Linked DNA regions of Sus scrofa: region 2 is linked to region 1. The links are chromatin contacts, called in public promoter capture Hi-C maps. All regions are on one chromosome and are shown on one strand. The core of a region is the stretch at or near the end of the contact, and the rest is flanking DNA. Distances in the headings are between cores, read along the strand shown.

Evidence for each region. Promoter capture Hi-C pulls out the DNA fragments that hold promoters and counts their contacts.
Region 2: a promoter capture Hi-C map of liver shows a contact between it and region 1, with 13 times the contacts expected there. The contact joins the enhancer-like site here to the promoter of NPR3 in region 1. A contact is called at or near these places in 3 of 5 promoter capture datasets (fetal skeletal muscle and liver), 6 of 47 Hi-C or Micro-C datasets (fetal skeletal muscle, liver, omental adipose tissue and 2 more) and 1 of 2 datasets of contacts at active chromatin or transcription factors (alveolar macrophages).

The regions. Positions count from the first base shown.
Region 1 is chr16:18,839,193-18,843,751 of Sscrofa11.1, forward strand. It overlaps NPR3 (atrial natriuretic peptide receptor 3), which reads left to right and starts at 2,348. Exons shown (of 8, transcript XM_021077060.1): 1 at 2,348-4,057. The coding sequence starts at 3,307.
Region 2 is chr16:18,990,305-18,994,863 of Sscrofa11.1, forward strand. All of the region lies in intron 2 of LOC102162488 (a long non-coding RNA gene), which reads right to left. Among named protein-coding and RNA genes, the nearest start is that of NPR3, 150 kb to the left of the region's middle. Within about 2 kb of position 2,122, at least 5 of the 83 cell types and tissues checked have an H3K27ac peak or open chromatin away from gene starts, as enhancers often do. A contact at or near this core is called in liver and omental adipose tissue, where this site is marked.

The DNA.
Region 1 (4,559 bases), core at 1,098-3,597:
TATACTTGTCAGGTCTTCCTACACTCTTGTGCCTATTTTCATTTGAAAAACTTCCTTTAGGAGGTTTCTTGTGGTATGGCGAGTTGAGGATCCTGGGTTGTCACTGCAGCAGCTTGGGTGGCTGCTGTGGCATGGATTTGATCCCTGGCCCGGGAACTTTCACATATGTGAGGCCAAAATAAATAAGCAAATAAAAATGAAAGACCTTCTTTAAAGATCTGAATTTCTGTAAAATGAGTAGGTCATGGGGATTTAATGTACAACATAGCGAACATAGCTAATCACACCCTATTGCATATTTGAAAGTTGCTAAGAGCAGATCTTAATATTCTCATCACAAGAAAAATTTTATTTGTAACTATGTATGGTGACACATGTCAACCGGATTGGTTGTGGTGATCATTTCACAATATATACAAATAATGAATCATTGTGTTACATCCCTGAAACTAATATAATATGTCAATTAATACCTTAGTTAAAAAAAATCCTAGTTTCTGCTTAATGGAAAAATGTAAGGGGTGCATTGAACATCCGCAAGAGAGGTAACACTGGCTTTTCTGGTTCTGCTGCCTAGTTTGGGGGCTCTTCCCTTCCACATCTTAGTTTGTGCTCTTGAGTGACAAACTGGAGTGGAGAGCTCTGTTCCAAAGGCCACGGAGAGGCCGTGACACTCACTCAGACGTAAAGGCACTGCCCTGCCTGTGACCCTGGCTGGGCAGCGCTGGGACAGGGAGAGGCTTTCACACCCGATGCCACTGAAACCCCAGACTTTCCCACTAAGCCCGCGCTACACAGTGAGCGGAATCATATCGCTGTTGGCCAGTGTTCCCCAGACACAGGGCATAGCGAGCGGTAATAGTAAACCCTGGTTTCTTCACGTCTCCTGGCAACCAGTTTCGAAATCCATTAAGACCCTTGGAATTCGGGATTTAGCTTGTTGTTCTCTCTCTCTCCCCCTCCCTTCTTCCTAGGAATTCAGGGGGGATTTAGTCGCTGTGAAGCTCTAAATCTCAATTTCCAGTGTGTGGGGGGTACCCGTTTTGGGGGGGAAATAAAATTGTATACAGATGCCTCGTGTGCTACTGGCTAGCAGGTCTAGTAACATGAATGAAGGTTTTCGCTGGAATTATAAGGTCCTACTTGAAGATTCAGGGACCACAGAGCATTATCTGAAATCTAAATGCCCCGAGGATGAAACGTTACTCAGCTACATTTACAGTGTCAGAAAGAGCGATAAGGAGGGTGATGTTAAGAGTGGCGAGCACTGATGCCTGAAGTTGCTACATCTCCGGAAACCCCAATTTACCGTTTCACCGTCACAAATGAGAGCGATGGCTCTTTGAGATCCCGGCGTTAAATAAAGCAAAACAAAACAAAACCCAAAACAAACTCAGCGCCTGGGGAGGTGGCAACCGGGGTAGACGGCGGCTGCAAGTTTCTGCCGAAAGAGGGCGTTGGTCTAAGACTAAGAGAAGTTTATGGACAAGAACGCCCAGTCAAATGAAAGACCATTTTAAAATACTTTCAATTTATTTTAATTCGCGGGACCTAAGTGGTGGAATTCACCCTTCCAAAGTAGCAGGTTCACATTGCAAATGACCTCGGTGAAATGTTAACCAGGTTCAGAGGGTCAAGTTCCTCTAGGTCCTGCCCTGCAGCGCAGCGCACTCCGGCGAGGCTCTTCTGGTCACTGACTTCTTCAAGGCCGTTTCCATCCTCGTCTCCAACACTGCTGTGGCTGGGACCAGTGGCGTGACTGGGTCTCGGACGCAGGACCTTTCTCGGCCTTGGAGAACCTAGAGCACAGGTTCTCGCGAGCCGCGGAAGAAAAGCGGTGGGATTTCCCAGCGCAAGGACTGGAGCGGAGGACGCGACTCCACCCAGGGGCCTTCGGGAAAAAGCTTTCGGAAGAAGGTCTCTTTATGTAGTTACCTGGTTTAGCAAACAAAGCCCAAGGATGCCTTGGAGATGCTTTTCAAGCCTTCTGCCACCTCCAGGCGAAAAAGTGTTCTCTCGCCTTTGGGAGCAACAAGTTTCGCTTTTCTGCTCGAAGCGCGCCAGCGGAGGTGTTCGGTGCGCGGGGAACACTGGGTGCGTGGGGAACGCTGGATGCGCCGCAGCACTTCGGCTCCGGCGCGAACCCGGGCTGCCCAGGGGGAGGAGGCCGGCGGGGGGCGGGGGAGGACGCCGGGGCTAGCAAGGCGTTCCAGGTCCGCGACCTAGACGTCTGCATCGGTGCCTTGGTCCTTGTTCCCTGACCTTGAGCCAGGGGGGCTGGGAAGGTCGACTGCCCGCCCCGAGTCGCTTCGGGAGGGAGTGTGGCTGGAGTGAGAGAGAGGTGAGAGCTTTTTTTTTTTTTTTTTGCAACGAAACCACTAATTTCTAGGACCACCCCATTCCTCTTTTTTATTTTTTTTTTTTGCACGTTATGTGTGTGCCTGCGCGCGTTTCTTTACTTTCAAACACATTTCCATTTTTAAAGGCCGGAGCTGAAGAGAGGGCTGCCGCACGCGGGGCAAGGGAGTGGCGGGGACCCTGGTGGCAGTGTGGAGCGGTGGGGGCTCCTGCTGGTGCAGACGTGGGCGACTGCGGCTTTAAGGAAAAGGCCGAGGTCTGACGGGGAGTGGGAGTTAGGGACAGGGGAGGGGTGGGAAGAGTAGGGGTGCGGGGAGGAGCCCTGATGTAAGAATGTTAATGAGAGGCTCCCCAGCCCAGCCCCCACCACTCCCCACTCCCACCCTCCCCACCGGTTGGAAATACAAGCCCAGCCTCGGCGCGCCTTGTGTGGTAACACGCTCCGCCGCTGCCACGCTATTTAAACTCGGGTTATGGATCCAGGAACCGGCGCGAATCAATGAGATCAAACGCGAGGGAGATGCACCGTCAATTACAAGCACCTGGACAAGTCTAACTTTTTCTTCTTTTACAAATACGCTTTCAAAAGAAACCTTAGCAACGCCCAAATAAGAAGCCACCTCTAAGCAAAATAGTATATATAAAGGGAGGGCGAATATATATATATATATTTATAAAAAGTATATTTATAATATAGCTGTATAGGTTTACACCCGGTGAACTTTTTCTTTTCCTTTCTTCTTTTTTCTTTTTTTTAAACGAGTGGCATTGCAAAGGAGGACTCTTCCTCTCTATCTTTTGGCGAGTTAGTGAAGGGGGTATTCTATTTTCTTAGAGCGCCCAAGGGGGCGCAGGGACCTCGGAGAGTAGAGTGGGGAGGAAAGAGGAAGGGTGGGTGGGGGGCAGAGAGCGAGTCCGCAGCGAGGGCAGGCGCTTTCCTGCGGCACGATGCCTTCCCTGCTGGTGCTCACTTTCTCCGCGTGCGTACTGCTCGACTGGGCGTTGCTGGTCGGCTGCACGGGTGGCGGTGTTGGCGGGGGCCCGGGCGGCGGGCGCCGGGAGAGAGAGGCGCTGCCGCCGCAGAAGATCGAGGTGCTGGTGCTGTTGCCCCAGGACGACTCGTACCTGTTTTCCCTGGCCCGGGTGCGGCCGGCCATCGAATATGCACTGCGCAGCGTGGAGGGAAACGGGACCGGGCGGCGGCTTCTGCCACCAGGCACTCGCTTCCAGGTGGCCTACGAAGACTCGGACTGCGGCAACCGCGCACTCTTCAGCCTGGTGGACCGCGTGGCGGCGGCGCGGGGCGCCAAGCCCGACCTCATCCTGGGGCCGGTGTGCGAGTATGCGGCTGCACCGGTAGCCCGGCTTGCGTCCCACTGGGATCTGCCCATGCTGTCAGCCGGGGCACTCGCAGCCGGCTTCCAGCATAAGGACACCGAGTACTCGCACCTCACGCGCGTGGCGCCAGCGTACGCAAAGATGGGAGAGATGATGCTTGCCCTGTTCCGTCACCACCAGTGGAGCCGCGCCGTGCTGGTTTACAGCGACGACAAGCTGGAGCGGAACTGCTTCTTCACCCTCGAGGGGGTCCATGAGGTCTTCCAGGAGGAGGGCTTGCACACGTCCGTCTACAATTTCGATGAGACCAAAGGCTTGGATCTGGACGACATCGTGCGTTACATCCAGGCCAATGAGCGAGGTGAGCAGAAGTGCGCCCCGGGGCCCCCCAGCCCTAACTCAACCACTCTGCTCGGCTCTCCCTACATGCCCCTCCGCGCCTCTGGGACCCCACTACCCTCTACGGCACTGAACACCTGGAGAGGGCGCGTGCACGGAGACTCTCCCTAGTGTGAGCTGTCTGGCTGCAGCGACCTTTGACTATCGCTCAAGGCTGTGGTGGGGTGTACGTAGAGGGTCCTGGGGACATCAAGGAGCCTGGGGGAGGGGGTGTGTGAGCCTGCAGCTCACTAGTGTCTTGGTACGACAGGTGCTGTCAAACCTCTCTGGTTGTTTCTTTTGCGCCGGGCTTGCGGTTTAGGGGCCGGCTCACTACAGGTGCCTTGCTCCAACCAGGGTCTGAAAGCGTGACGAAGCAGAAAAACTTGTTACCCGCTCCTTTTCCGAGGTGCGTCCCCTCCTAGTGAGGAAGTGTAAGCCGATGCTCTACAACCGGCGCGCGGCCAAACGGTCAGCTCCTATCT
Region 2 (4,559 bases), core at 872-3,371, 150 kb after region 1:
ATATATGAATTTTGGGGTATGCACTTTCAGTCTCTAATGATGAGTAAGATATGAACCCTACTTTAAAGGGGTGTTTAGTCTAGATAAGAAACAGATTTTTTCGTATGTTTGTATGTGTGTGTTTGAATCTCTGGTAGAACATATCATATGAAGCTACAGATAAATCACTGAGAATCTAGGTAAGTAATCTCTGTGTTGTGTTGTGCTGGGCTGGGGGAAGGAGATATTGGAAGAATAATCAAGGAGAAGATGTTTCTTACACCAAGTCTTAAAAAGCCTATAAATCTGAACACAAAGAGATTGGGGGAGGGATTCTAATAGTGGGAACAACACAAACACAGACAGAAATGTTAAATGTTTCTAGTGAATACTGGAAAATTCCATTTGGCTGAATACAGAATGGCTAGTGGCCAGATCCTGGAGTGATCTTAATTTTAGGCTAAGGAGTTAGGATTTTATTGTATCAGCATTGGAGCCATTGACTTTGGGGGTGAGGAGTAATATAATAAAAACTGTGTTATGGGATGATTAATCTGAGTGTAATGCATGCTCTGGAATGGAACATAGAGAGAAGAGAGCCATGAAATTCTTAGAGAGCCTAGCAATACTCTTGGTGAGGATAATAAAATCTTGACCAGTGTAGTGGCAGAGGGAATGAAGGAAAAATCACACAAGGCTTTTGGGGGAGCAGATGGGTAGATTCACTAACTGTTCCATATGAAGGAGCAATGGGAGAGAGCCAAAGGTAATTCTGGAGTTTTAAGCTCAAGTGGTTAGACAGATGCTGGTAACCCAAATATAAGCAGGGCATGTAAGAGCAAGAGCTGGTCTGGAAGCTGGGCTTGTGGGTAAGTTAGGTGGTCATGTTGAATTCTATCATGCACAAGTTGAGTTTGAGGTACCAGAATTACACCCCGGTTAAGCTGAGAAAGATGATTTGAGAGCAGAGGCAGGGCCTCTTCCCTCTTGGGAACCATTCACAGAGTGGCAACATTTGCCGTCTTGGAAGGGAACAGATTTCCCCAAGAGAGACTAGAGAAAGCAGAGAAGACAGGTGAGGGCAGGACAGTCCCAAGCAGGGAGTTCTGTTGTTTAGTGAGGAAAGGAGGATGTGGACCAGGGAAAGACGAATCAGAGCCACCAGAAAGAACCATGATGACACAGATTTTCATTTGTTTTTGCCAAAAGGAGTTTCAAGGAAGATGGGGCAGGTGGTCAACGGTATCAGATGCTACCAAGACATCAAGGAGTCTAAGGATGGAGAAGTGGCCATTGAATTGGGCAATGAGGAAATCACTGGTGACTTTTGAGAGGATTATTAGCAGAGACTGAACTGTAACGCTTACCCGCAGTCCAGGGATATCCTGCTTTAACCACCCCCCCTGCCCTTTTGGGATGCATTCACACAGCAAATCCAGTGCAGACACATGTCCAGTGCATCCACTGATGCACGAGGTGGGCAGACATTTGTACACATTTTATACAACTTTTTTTCTCATCATAGGCAAAAAGGAGACCAGTACTCTTGAATTCAGAGTCTAAAGACTGAATGATGACATTTAAAATTTGAACCAGTAAACATTAAAAATTCTTTCAGTTCCATTCCAATTCAGAAGATCTATACATCTGAAAGAGAGACCTAACTATGAGGCAGAAGCTGCCCTCTAAGTAAGATCCTTGGTTTGAACAATCGCTCAGTGAGCAGCCTCTTTTCTGTGAGCTGTCCTGCAGCCAAACATGTTTTTGAGCTTTGAAAAAAGAAGTGCAAAGACATAAAGGCTGAGGACATACAGGAGGACGAGTGTTTGCCCTGCAAGCATCATCCCGGAGATCTCACTCGTGGACTGGGCAGCCCTGCTACAGGTTGAGAGAATCCTAACCAATGACAGTTGCAAACACAAACAATTGCTGGGCTTTTGGCACAAGGCTTTGTGTTCACACACTGCTGAAAGTGTTCATGGAGCCAAAGGCTGCCAACAGCAGCCTTCACTGGGTGAGATCTGTGCCAGGAGAAAGGGTTGGAGGGCCTTTTACTCATTTGGTAATTACACAGTAATGGGTACTTCGTGTATTTGTAGCAATGGAGAGTGGGAGTGAAAGGCAGGCACTTAGTGCAGTGACAGGTCTGGCGGTGTGGCTGGGCTCACGGGCACCACCGCGGTCTCTTTGGGGGCAGCCTTTCCGGCCCTGGCCCTGGCTGGCATCAGGTATGAGAAGAAATGAGAGGGCAATCTGGCATTTTCATATTTGTTTATTTTAACCTCTCGGGCCTGCTGAAAACAACTGGAATCTTCTGAGTTGCTGAAAGCACATAGGCTTCTTTGATGGAGCTCTTGGCCCTTGCCACCCTACAGCCAAAGGGGCTCATTGATTGAGTTGTCGGGCGACCATGCCCTCTGTGAATTCAGGTCAGGCCAGAGGCAATGGTTAATAGCTGGCATGTAACTGTCCCTAATGCAATCTTTACTATAGCCTTCAAAGCTCAACATGAAAGCGTATTCCACTGAAATCCAGACTGTAAATTGGGAAATGTTTTGAGTCTGGGCATCTGCTTGTGTTCCTTAGCAAAGGAAATGCTGGGAAAGCAAAGATAAAAGGTAGAGAGGAATGATTCAACACAGCTGGAGAGAATCCAAGTAGATAGCCAAGAACAAGGGTCAAAGGGAAACTCAGGGCCTATTTTTTTAAGGTTTAGTTGTGGATCAGCCTGGGGGAATGGTGGACTGGGAGGACTGGTTCACATCAACTTCCGGCTATTCATGTTACCCTGGTGATGGCACCATGAAATGAGCTGTGGGTCAGCCAGTCTTCACTGGACTGCCTTTTCGCATCTGCTTTTCTTCTAGTGGGAAGGGGCCCTAGGGGCTGGGCTGTTAACTAGTAAGCTCAACATTTAATGTGGCTTTGAGTCCCAGGACCAAGAGAAAGGTTTGTGAGCAGGTCTGCATTCTTCAGTTTCCCAAGTTCTTTGAAACTGAAGAATTCCAGTTGAAGAGCTCATCAGGCTTTTAACAAGTTTATTCTAAATCATATCAGGTTTATCACTACTGGAAAAATTTACTGGCTTGAGCTTGGGGGAAATCCGAGAATTTCAGTTCTCAAAGCCTTGGAAATCCGTATTTATCAACAATTAGCAATGTGACCCAGATCAGACCAAAGTACTTGCCTTTTCTTAATGATAACAAGCTACTTTATACTGATCACCTGTTACCCACCAGGCACTGTGCTAAGTGCTCTACTGGCACTGCCCATGTTTTTCTTCACAATACCCCTATGACAAATCTACTCAGTTCTCTGTAATAACCTATATAAAGAAGCTGAAAAAGAATGGACACATGGGGAGTTCCCATCGTGGCTCAGTGTTAATGAACCTGAATAGCATCCATGAGGCTGTGGGTTTGATCCCTGGCCACGCTCAGTGGGTTAAGGATCTGCGGTGTAGGTCACAGACTTGGCTTGGATCCCACATTGCTGTGGCTGTGGTGTAGGCCAGCAGTTACAGCTCTGATTCGACTCCCAGCCTGGAAACTTCCATATGCTGCAGGTGTGGCCCTAAAAAGATTTAAAAAAAAAATCAAAGAATGGACACATATATAAGTAAAACTGATTCACTTTGCTGTATACCTGAAACTAACGCAATATTGTAAGTCAATTATACTCCAATAAAATTTTTTTTTTAAAAGGTACTTGGTTATCTTTCAGTGCTCTCTTGCCTAGAAATGGTGAGATGTGTGATTTGAGACTCATTTTCCATTCTATAAAATAAGGATTTGGAGTAAAATGATTAAAAATTACTTTTCAATTCTGATATTTCATTGGGTTTTAAGTTTCAGAAAAGTAGAAGCAAGTTATTTCCTGGAAATTGGAAAGAATCAGGCAAGGGAAAAAAAAAGAGATTTAAATAACTTGAAGCCATTTTCCAAATATAAAATCTACCCTGCTTTCAAAAGCAATTTCTTATACTTCTTTAGTAACTAATAGAGGGCTTTGACATCGTATTACTTTGCTAGGGCTGCTATAACATAATACCACAGACAGGATGGCTTAAACAACAGGAATAAATCTCACAGTTTTAGAGGCTGGGAATCTAAGATCAAGGTGTTGGCAGGTTTGGTTTCTTCAGAGGCCTCTCTCCTTGGCTTGCAGATGGCTGTCTTCCTGTGGTGTCCTCAAGTGACCTTTCCTCTGTGTGTGTTTGCATCCCTGGTACCTTCAAATGCTCAAATTCCCTCTTCTTATAAGGATAAATTGGATTAGGGACCACCCTAATATCCTTATTTAGACTTCATCGCCCTTTTAAAGGCTTATCTGCAAGTACAGTCACATTTTGAGGTAGCAGGGCTTCAATATATGAATTTTTGGAGGACACAATTCAATCCATAATAGACATAACCAATCACCAGAACAACAATGGGTATCAGCAAGTCAACAGTACTATTGGACTTATAGGTGAGAAAATGGGAACTCAACTAGGTTAACAAGTTGAAAATTATGTAGCCAATAAGTAGCAAGGCTGAGACTAGGATCAGGTTTTCAGACCCAATCCTAGTGGTCTTTGC